Linked DNA regions of Macaca mulatta: region 1 is linked to region 2. The links are chromatin contacts, called in public Hi-C maps. All regions are on one chromosome and are shown on one strand. The core of a region is the stretch at or near the end of the contact, and the rest is flanking DNA. Distances in the headings are between cores, read along the strand shown. Region 1 holds the start of ZKSCAN8 (zinc finger with KRAB and SCAN domains 8). Region 2 holds the start of ZKSCAN4 (zinc finger with KRAB and SCAN domains 4).

Region 1 (4,274 bases), core at 328-2,827, 120 kb after region 2:
TCAAGAACTTTATATTGTTGATGTGGTATTAAAAAGTCTCAATAGTAATACTGATGAAAACCAGCTAATTACCAGGTTTGTTCATTTTTTATACCAAATCGGCCAACAGCTCTTGCCCATTGCCCATCTTGATTATTCTATTTAGTGGCTAATTTTCCATATTTTTAAGTCTCTTCCCTCTCTAATCAGCTAGTTTTTGAGAATTACAACCTATAAATAACTGAGTGCAAAATTACTCTACTATGTACTTTCCTCTCAGTTTTGTGCGTACATGTCTGTATTAAGTTGGTGAGCACTGTGTGGATACAGACTGATTTTTACAGTCTCCTTAAATAACACCTAGTCAAGTTTACATGAGTTTAATATGCCATCTTTAAAGCTTCCTCTGAATTTTAAATGCTGTAATCCTGTGAGATACTGAAGGCACAACTCAATTTTAACAGCATTATTTTTTCAATAGTTGTAGAAGGAATGTATTCTTCCTTCAGACTAAGTCTAATTTGAGAAATGTTTGGGAACTGAAAACAAAACAAAAAAGACATTTTCCAGGATTTAAAATCCAAGAAAAAGTAGGTGAAGCGAATACTATGCTTTGTTATCTCAAATTGCATTAGCTGAAAGTTTTAATTAACATCACATTTTACATTTAACCACAACAGAAATTCAAAACATGTATGTATTTGCTAAAACAATGACTGTTCGTAAATATACTCAACGGAACTAACAAACACCAGAAATATGTTTTTAAAGGTGGTGGTGGCAGTCAAAGTAGCCTGACAAAAATTATTCATGACTAACCAGAGTTTTGGAAATGGGGACCTCCCAGAGTTCCTCGTTGGCTAACTTCAGTTTGCTTTAACGAATGAAATAGGCATTCTGATAACGCTGAATTCTGAATTACCTTGAAATTAAAACAAAACAAAACAAACTTTCGTACAATTATCTAGTCAACACACCACCAGTTTCTGAAAACACTAAAGAAAGCAGAGTAACAGCAAAAATGGGTATGCATGGAAAACTGGGGCTTCCAAAAGCAAAATATGTCTTTTTTTAAAAACTGAGAATTTTGTTGTGACCGAAACGCAAAATAGCGCTATCTGAAAACAATTCAGACTCTGGAAATAATTGGATAAAAAATAACATGGGGGGGGTCAGTTCCCCATTTTAAGATAAACACGATCGACTACAAAATCATACCACAAAACGATTATCTATGAAGAAAGCTTCATAAAAGGTTCCCTCGCAAAAAGTTCGAGGGCAATGCGTGGGGACGTACTCTGCCTGTACCAGCAACTAAGGCGTCGGAATCGGTCCGCGGCGACGACCACCGCACAGGCCCCTCTGCGGACCCCTCACGCCAGTCCTCAGCTGCGGCCTGGACCAGCCACAAAGCACCCACTTTTCTCCGACCCAGAGCCCGACCGTACTCACTGTGAGTTGCAGAGGCGCCCCGGCGGGGGGAAGGTACGCTGCAACGGATAAACACACCCGGAGAAAGGTCGGGAAGTAAAGGAGATGAAAACTGTACTCCAACCAGGGCCCTCCGGCCACTAACTTCCAAATCTGCGGAGGCACAACACCGTCCAGCACGCATCTTGCCCCAAAGGCACTTCCGGAAGCTCTCTAGGAGTCCTGGAGGTCTAAAAGCTCTATGGTCTGCCGACTGCGGGTACAGGAGTACCACGCCCCTCACCTGCTGTGTGCTGTGCCTCGGGTTCGTCTGCGTGCCTCAGGCTTCCCCGTCGCTGGGGCAGTGAACGTGCTGGGGAATAACGGACCTTGGTGTCCCCTCTGCCTTGTGTGCTCGTGCAGCTCCGCGCGTTCGCTGACAATAGTAACGGCCCCCTGGGGGTAGATATCCGACGTAGGGAGGCTAGAGCTGTGTAAGGAGGCTAGGAAAGTGTTGGAGGAGGGAGCACTTCATGGTTCCTTAGGATTCCAACTGGACTCGCGTTTGGCCCCGTTACATACCCTGTACTTTACTGTTCATAAATATATTCATAAATATATCCAATCCTCCCACATAGAGTACAAACTTCATGAGAAATTCCTGCTAATCACAGTTCATAGTTTTGTGAAATCCCTATGGCATGGCACTTAGGAATCGCATACTTTATTAAGTATTCAAAAAATCGTAATTAAATATATATTATTTTTGGATCTTTACATATTTCCCACTCTTTCCTATGTTAATGAATTTCAATTGCTTACAACATCTGCTTTGCTGCTTAGCTGTTTTAATGCTAAACCTATGATGTAAGCTTGGGGAGTAAACCCTAGTTTTAATACCACAAAATTTGGGGAACAAATCTATGTTCATTCTTTTTTTGCTAGTCTTTTTTTTTTTGAGACGGGGCGCTATTGCAGAGTGTATTGGTGTGATCATAGCTCACGGCAGCCTCAACCTTCTGGGCTCAAGCAATCGTCCCACCTAAGTCCCCCAAGTAGCTGGGACTACAGGTGTGCACCAACCTCAGCTTTAAAAAATTTTTTCTTGTAGAAACGGGGTGGGGGTGGGGGGGTCTCAGTATGTTGCCCAGGCTGGTTTCGAACTCCTGGGCTCAAGTGATCCTCCTGCCTCAGTCTCCCAAAGTCCTGGGATTACAGGCATGAGCCACCGCCCTGGCCCTATGTAATGAACAGACCTGTTGCATTACAGCTTTTTAACTTTTGAGACTAATAGGATTTCAGGGGTGGAGGTTGTGGCAAGAGTTAATTTTTGTTGTTTAGGTCTCATGTATTTATTTCCTTCAGCGCCTTTCCCAACCACCTATTTATTGAGTTCTCAGGGCTCCTCCAATTTTCACCTTAATTTCCCTCTTTATCTGCTCCTGCTGGTAGCTACCACCACCGTTTCTATCCCTTCCCAATTACTAACTCCCCAAATTTTGTGTACTGACAAAGTTGTTTTGATTTAAGGGTTTTGTCATCTAATTATCACATGAAAACAAGTAAATAATAGTAAACACTAGGAAGCTACAGTGCTTCTGGACTCCTTCAAAGCACTTATTTTTGCTTTTTATTTCACAGCTGTTGCTTTCCACCTGGGATGGTAACTGGAAGTAACTGGTGACAGATTAGAACTCTACTTTGTTTCTTTTTTTACGTTTAAAAAATAACTTTTTTGGCTGAGCAAGGTGGCTCATGACTGTAATCCCAGCACTTTGGGAAGCTGCGGGAGGATCACCTGAGCTCAGGAGTTTGAGACCAGCCTGGCCAACATGGCAAAACCCCATCTTGGCAAAAAATACAAAAATTAGCCGGGCATGGTGGTGGGCTCCTGTAGTCACAGCTACTCCAGAGGCTGGGGCAGGAGAATCACATGAGCCTGTGAGGCAGAGGCTGCAGTGAGCTGAGATCCTGCCATTGCACTCCAGCCTGATCAGTGGAGCAAGACCCTGTCTCATCTTAAATAAACAAACAAATAATTTTTAAGTCTGAAGTTGTGCACATAGGTAGTTGTACAAATTCAATGTGCACACAACTATGACTGCACATACTATGTATAAAATTGTGTACACATAGGAAGTAAAATAGCATCATGCTATAGGCAGTTTTCTCAAACTGGACACACAGACACCGATTATAACAGATAAAATTGATAAATTTGACTTCAAAATTTTAAATTTAAATTCTCATCAGAATTTAAATCTTCTCAAAAAAAGCACCATTAAGAAAGTGAAGAAAAAGCTATACACTGGAAAATATTTGTAATACATCTATCTGACAAAGAACTATCCAGAATATATAAAGAACTCTCACAATTAAATGAATAAGATAATTCAACACAAATAGGCAAAATATTTGAACACTTTGTTTACAAAAGATAAAAGAATGGCCAGTATGCACACTAAAAAGTAATAATTATTCATCAGGGAAATGCAAAGTTAAAACCACAATGAATTACCACCACATATCCATTAGAATGGTTGATAATATCACCAATTTCTAAGTTATCCAGGTTTGAGAGGCTTCCTTAGCTTACTCAATGAAATATGGAGATAAAGGAGAAATTATCAGCACCAGATTTCTCCTTTGAAATGTTACTTTTCTCCATTAATGTAACCACCATCCTCAGTTCTAATTAATTCATACCTATGTGACTGCAACAGACTTGAGATAGTCTTCCTAACTATCCAAGACGTGGTCCTTAAATATCATTATCATTCTTCCAATCACTAACCCTGAGTGGTTCCTTATCTCTAAGTAAAATTTAAACTTCTCTGTTTGCCTTTTATTTTTTGTATTTTTAAAAATAAATGAAACATGATATA
Region 2 (4,198 bases), core at 1,053-3,552:
GAGGCAGAATTCAACTCCAGAAGTGGGGCTCCAACACCTGACCAAATTGAAGACTAGCTAAGAGGGAAGAGGCAAAATCACCTCTCCACAAGACACACCCACCAATGTGCAATGTCAGTTTACCATTGCCATGGCAACACAAGGAAGTTGCCACCCCTTTCCATGGCAATGACCAGGTGTCTCAGAAGTTAACACCCCTTTTCTAGAAATTTCTGCATAATTGGATGCTTAATTTGCATATAATTAAATGTAGGTATAAATGTAACTGCAGAACTGCTTCTGAGCTGCTACTCTGGGCACACTGCCTAGGGGGTAGCCCTGCTCTGTAAGGAGCAGTACCTCTGCTGCTGTGGTACACTGACACTTCAATAAAAGTTGTTGCCTCATACCACTGGCTTGCCCTTGAACTCTTCCCTGGGCAAAGCAAAGCATCCTCTTGAGCTAAGCCCTAATTTTGGGGCTCACTTGTCCTGCATCATTCTGTTCTATAGAATATCCCACATGCTGGATTTGGCTGATTGATTTTTAAAGTGTCATTTAATTCCTTAACTCTCAAACTCACCTGCATGTTGGAATCATCTAGGAAAGTTGGCCAGGCATGGTGACTCACACCTGTAATCCCAGCACTTTGGGAGGCTGAGGTGGGTGGATCACTTGAGGCCAGGAGTTCGAGACCAGCATGGTGACGCATGTCTGTAATCCCAGCTATTCAGGTGGCTGGGGCACTAGAATCACTTGAACCCAGGAAGCAGAGGTTGCAGTGAGCCAAGATTGTGCCACTGCACTCCATCTCTGGGTGACACAGCAAGACTGTCGCAAAACAAACAAAAACAACAAAAAGATGTTATTAATGCCTGAGTCCCATCCTGTGACACTCTGATTTAATTGATCCTGCTTGCAGTCTAGGTATCAGGATGTTTTAAAAGCTCCCCAGTGATTTTCTCTGACAGAGTGTGAAAACTGCTAACTTAACTTGTTTCTGTAAATATTAGGATCTAGAAACTTACTTATATTCAAGTTTACTTATAAGGATACTTCAGGGGCACTGCCCTCTACCTTCTGTGGTAGCTCATCAAGAGAAAGATATTTTGTAGCAGTTTTCATTTGCAAAAGTCTTTGGGACCTCTCATTTTCTGAAGTTCTTTTCCTTCCTAATCCTTGGAACATAGAGGCATAGGCAGAGAAAGAAAAACTCAGGGAAGCACTGACATGGTATTTTTTCCCCTAATAAATTACTGAACTTGCATTTTGTAGCTTCTCCATTCCACTGGGCAGAAAGGGGCTTACTGAAGTGTCCAGCCAAAAAAACTTACAGTCAATTACGGCTTAAAATCGAGTCCCATCTAGTTCAAAGAATTCTCAAGGCTTTCTCCTATTATAGGATAGGCCTAGTTTATCACATGCCAGGCATTGTTCTAAGCAGTTTACACAAGAGTGCTCTCAATATTATCTAATCCCTACTAATGCCTGTAACATCCCTATCTACTATTACTTTCCCTATTTACAGATTGGAAAAGTCGGGCACAGGGAGGGTAAATAATTTACCAAGCTCACCCAGCCAGTTAGTGGTAAAGCCAGGATTACACAGGTAACCTGGCTACCTGTGTATCTAGCCACTGTGCTTGACTGTGAATGGGGGCTGGGAAGAAACAGGAAGGAAGAAAGCAGAAGAGAATGGGGTCCCTGAAGCCAGAGACTAGAGAGTTTCTGAAGGTGGAGAGAAGCATAAGCCTGATTGCCAGAGAAGCAGCCACAGAATGTGCAAAGTGGTGAGGGGGGAGTGGGACACTGTGTTAAGGATTAGTGGGAGGTGAGGGCTACAGTTGGGGTGGGGGGGCTTTCTTTCAAGTAGTTTGACCTTAATGAGGAGGAAAAAAAGTGACAGATTAAGGGGGTGAGTGGGGAAGGACCAAGGGCAGCCACTGCTCACTCCAGGCAAGTGCCTGGTGATGTGTTCCGCTGCTTTGATGTTTCTGGTCCTCTTGCCAGAGTTTTTAGGGCTCTGGGGAACCCCTGCTTTCCAGCTCAATTTTAGTGTTAATTTTATGCCAGCTGCTTAAGCAAGCTTTACATAGGAAAGAAATATGAGCCACAACGGCATCCTTCCAGGATTTAAAGGCTCAGTCCTATTTCTTATGATCCAGTGTACGTCATCCTTTCCTTTTCTTTCCCTTAACTGCCTTCCCTTGTGTGGTGGTAAGGACAGGGTAGCTAAAGGGTTAACTCGGAGACAACCACTGAGAGAAGCTTCCTAGAGAGCCCAGGAAGTTGCCTTAGTTGCCAGCGAGGCTTCCTGTGCTCCAGCCTCAACTTCCCTCCTGTGTCTGGAGAGTGATCACTTTCACTTCCAGACATCCTTTGGGGATACTTACTGTGGGATTCAGAGTGAAGTGCAGAGGACGACCCTGCAAGGGCACGGACTATAAGAGAGATCTGTGCAGCTGCGCCTCAGGAGTGTCCTGGGCCTCTGGGCATGAGAGGAGGGGGACCACTTGCAGTTTTACTGGACAATTTACCACCTTTCCAGAATCCTCTGAAGATATACAGGTCGCAACTAGAGTGAGACCTTAGTACTGCCTTGGGTCAGAATGGCTAGAGAACCGAGAAAAAACGCAGCCCTGGACGCCCAGTCTGCAGAAGACCAGACGGGGCTTCTGACCGTGAAGGTAGAGAAGGAGGAAGCTTCCGCCTTGACGGCGGAGGTGAGCGCATCCTGCAGCCCCGAACGCTCCCGCCAGCGCTTCCGAGGCTTCCGCTACCCGGAGGCTGCGGGTCCCCGCGAGGCGCTGAGCCGGCTCCGAGAGCTCTGCCGACAGTGGCTGCAGCCTGAGATGCACAGCAAGGAGCAGATCCTGGAGCTGCTGGTGCTGGAGCAGTTCCTGACCATCCTGCCGGGGAATCTGCAGAGCTGGGTGCGGGAGCAGCATCCAGAGAGCGGGGAGGAGGTGGTGGTGCTATTGGAGTATTTGGAGAGGCAGCTGGATGAACCGGCGCCGCAGGTAGAAAGAACAGGTTTAATATCTGAGCGCTGTGGTCTGTTTCCTCCTGAAATCCCAGATCGGAGTGAGGGGCATTCCTTTAAGATCCAGGAGTTCTCCATCTCTTTTTGTACTGTGAACGTCCTTGGCAGTAAGGTGAAGTCCCCGGACTCCTTCTCAGAATTATGTTTTTAAATATATAAAGAAACTATAAAGGATTACAAAAGAACACAACCATAATGACATACAGTTAGCAAAGAGTTAAATTTGTATTAAAGTAATATATGTGGATTTTTATTAGTGCACTAAATAATAAGACCTAGGGACAGGGCTTATAATTGGCAATTTCAGAATGGTGATAAGCATCTATTTGCCTGGTTGTAATGTGATGTGAAAACATGTGCAGGTTCTATTGGTGACAAAGTCCTGGGTACTGCTTATGCTACCTTGATTTGTTGCTTCCATTCATAGTTGAAGGAAATGTTAACTCTCTCTTAAAGACCAGTAAAAATAAGATTAGTTTTTGTCCTGTCTAAGTTCATGGACCACTTAGGAGAAAGTCCATGGACCACTGGTTATGAACCTCTGGTAGAAAGTGGGCCGATTTTTACCTTCATGTTCTTCCCTGTTTTATGAGGGACTATTTCCTCTTCTCATTGTCCTGTGTCCCTGTGCACACACCCTCAGAGGACCTGTGTGGCCAAAGCCTTCTAACTGGTGAGCTGGATACCGAGGTTCTTGACTTAGGTCTATTGCACCCGAGCCCTGTAGCAGTGGGAAGTCATTATAAATCTCTTAGCTTCATTCTTCATAAAAGATGTGGGAAATTCTGAGCTGCACATGAGACAGCAACTTGAAAACTGTAATTTAGCTATAAATGTCTGGAGGAAACCTGCTTTTAATGAGGACATAACTATGTGCCAGGCCCTATGTTAGGTGATTTCACATACTGTGATCTTATTTACTGGTCTCCAAAACCCCATAAAGTAGAAATTATTATCCTCATTTTTCAGATTAGAAAATATATTAGTATTCTTTGGGAATTTAGCACCAGTGTCCAAAGGGTTTTCGTAAACACACAGATGTATATAATGAGGGAGCCTAGAGTAATGGTAAGACCACAGGATCTGGAGTCATTCTGTCTGAGCTCCCATCCTAGCATTGCCACTTATTGAAGCAGCTTGCTTAAAAGCACCTTGCCCAGGCTGGGTGACAAGGGC

Evidence for each region. A called contact is a pair of places that touch in the nucleus more often than the background predicts.
Region 1: a Hi-C map of fetal cortex germinal zone shows a contact between it and region 2, with 4 times the contacts expected there. The contact joins the promoter of ZKSCAN8 here to the promoter of ZKSCAN4 in region 2. A contact is called at or near these places in 3 of 14 Hi-C or Micro-C datasets (CD4 T cells, fetal cortex germinal zone and lung fibroblasts).

The regions. Positions count from the first base shown.
Region 1 is chr4:155,232,666-155,236,939 of T2T-MMU8v2.0, forward strand. ZKSCAN8 (zinc finger with KRAB and SCAN domains 8) reads right to left here and starts at 1,578. Exons shown (of 6, transcript XM_015135783.3): 1 at 1,432-1,578. LOC702796 reads left to right here and starts at 2,329. Exons shown (of 2, transcript XM_078000794.1): 1 at 2,329-4,274.
Region 2 is chr4:155,110,813-155,115,010 of T2T-MMU8v2.0, forward strand. It overlaps ZKSCAN4 (zinc finger with KRAB and SCAN domains 4), which reads left to right and starts at 2,303. Exons shown (of 5, transcript XM_028847756.2): 1 at 2,303-2,702. The coding sequence starts at 2,589.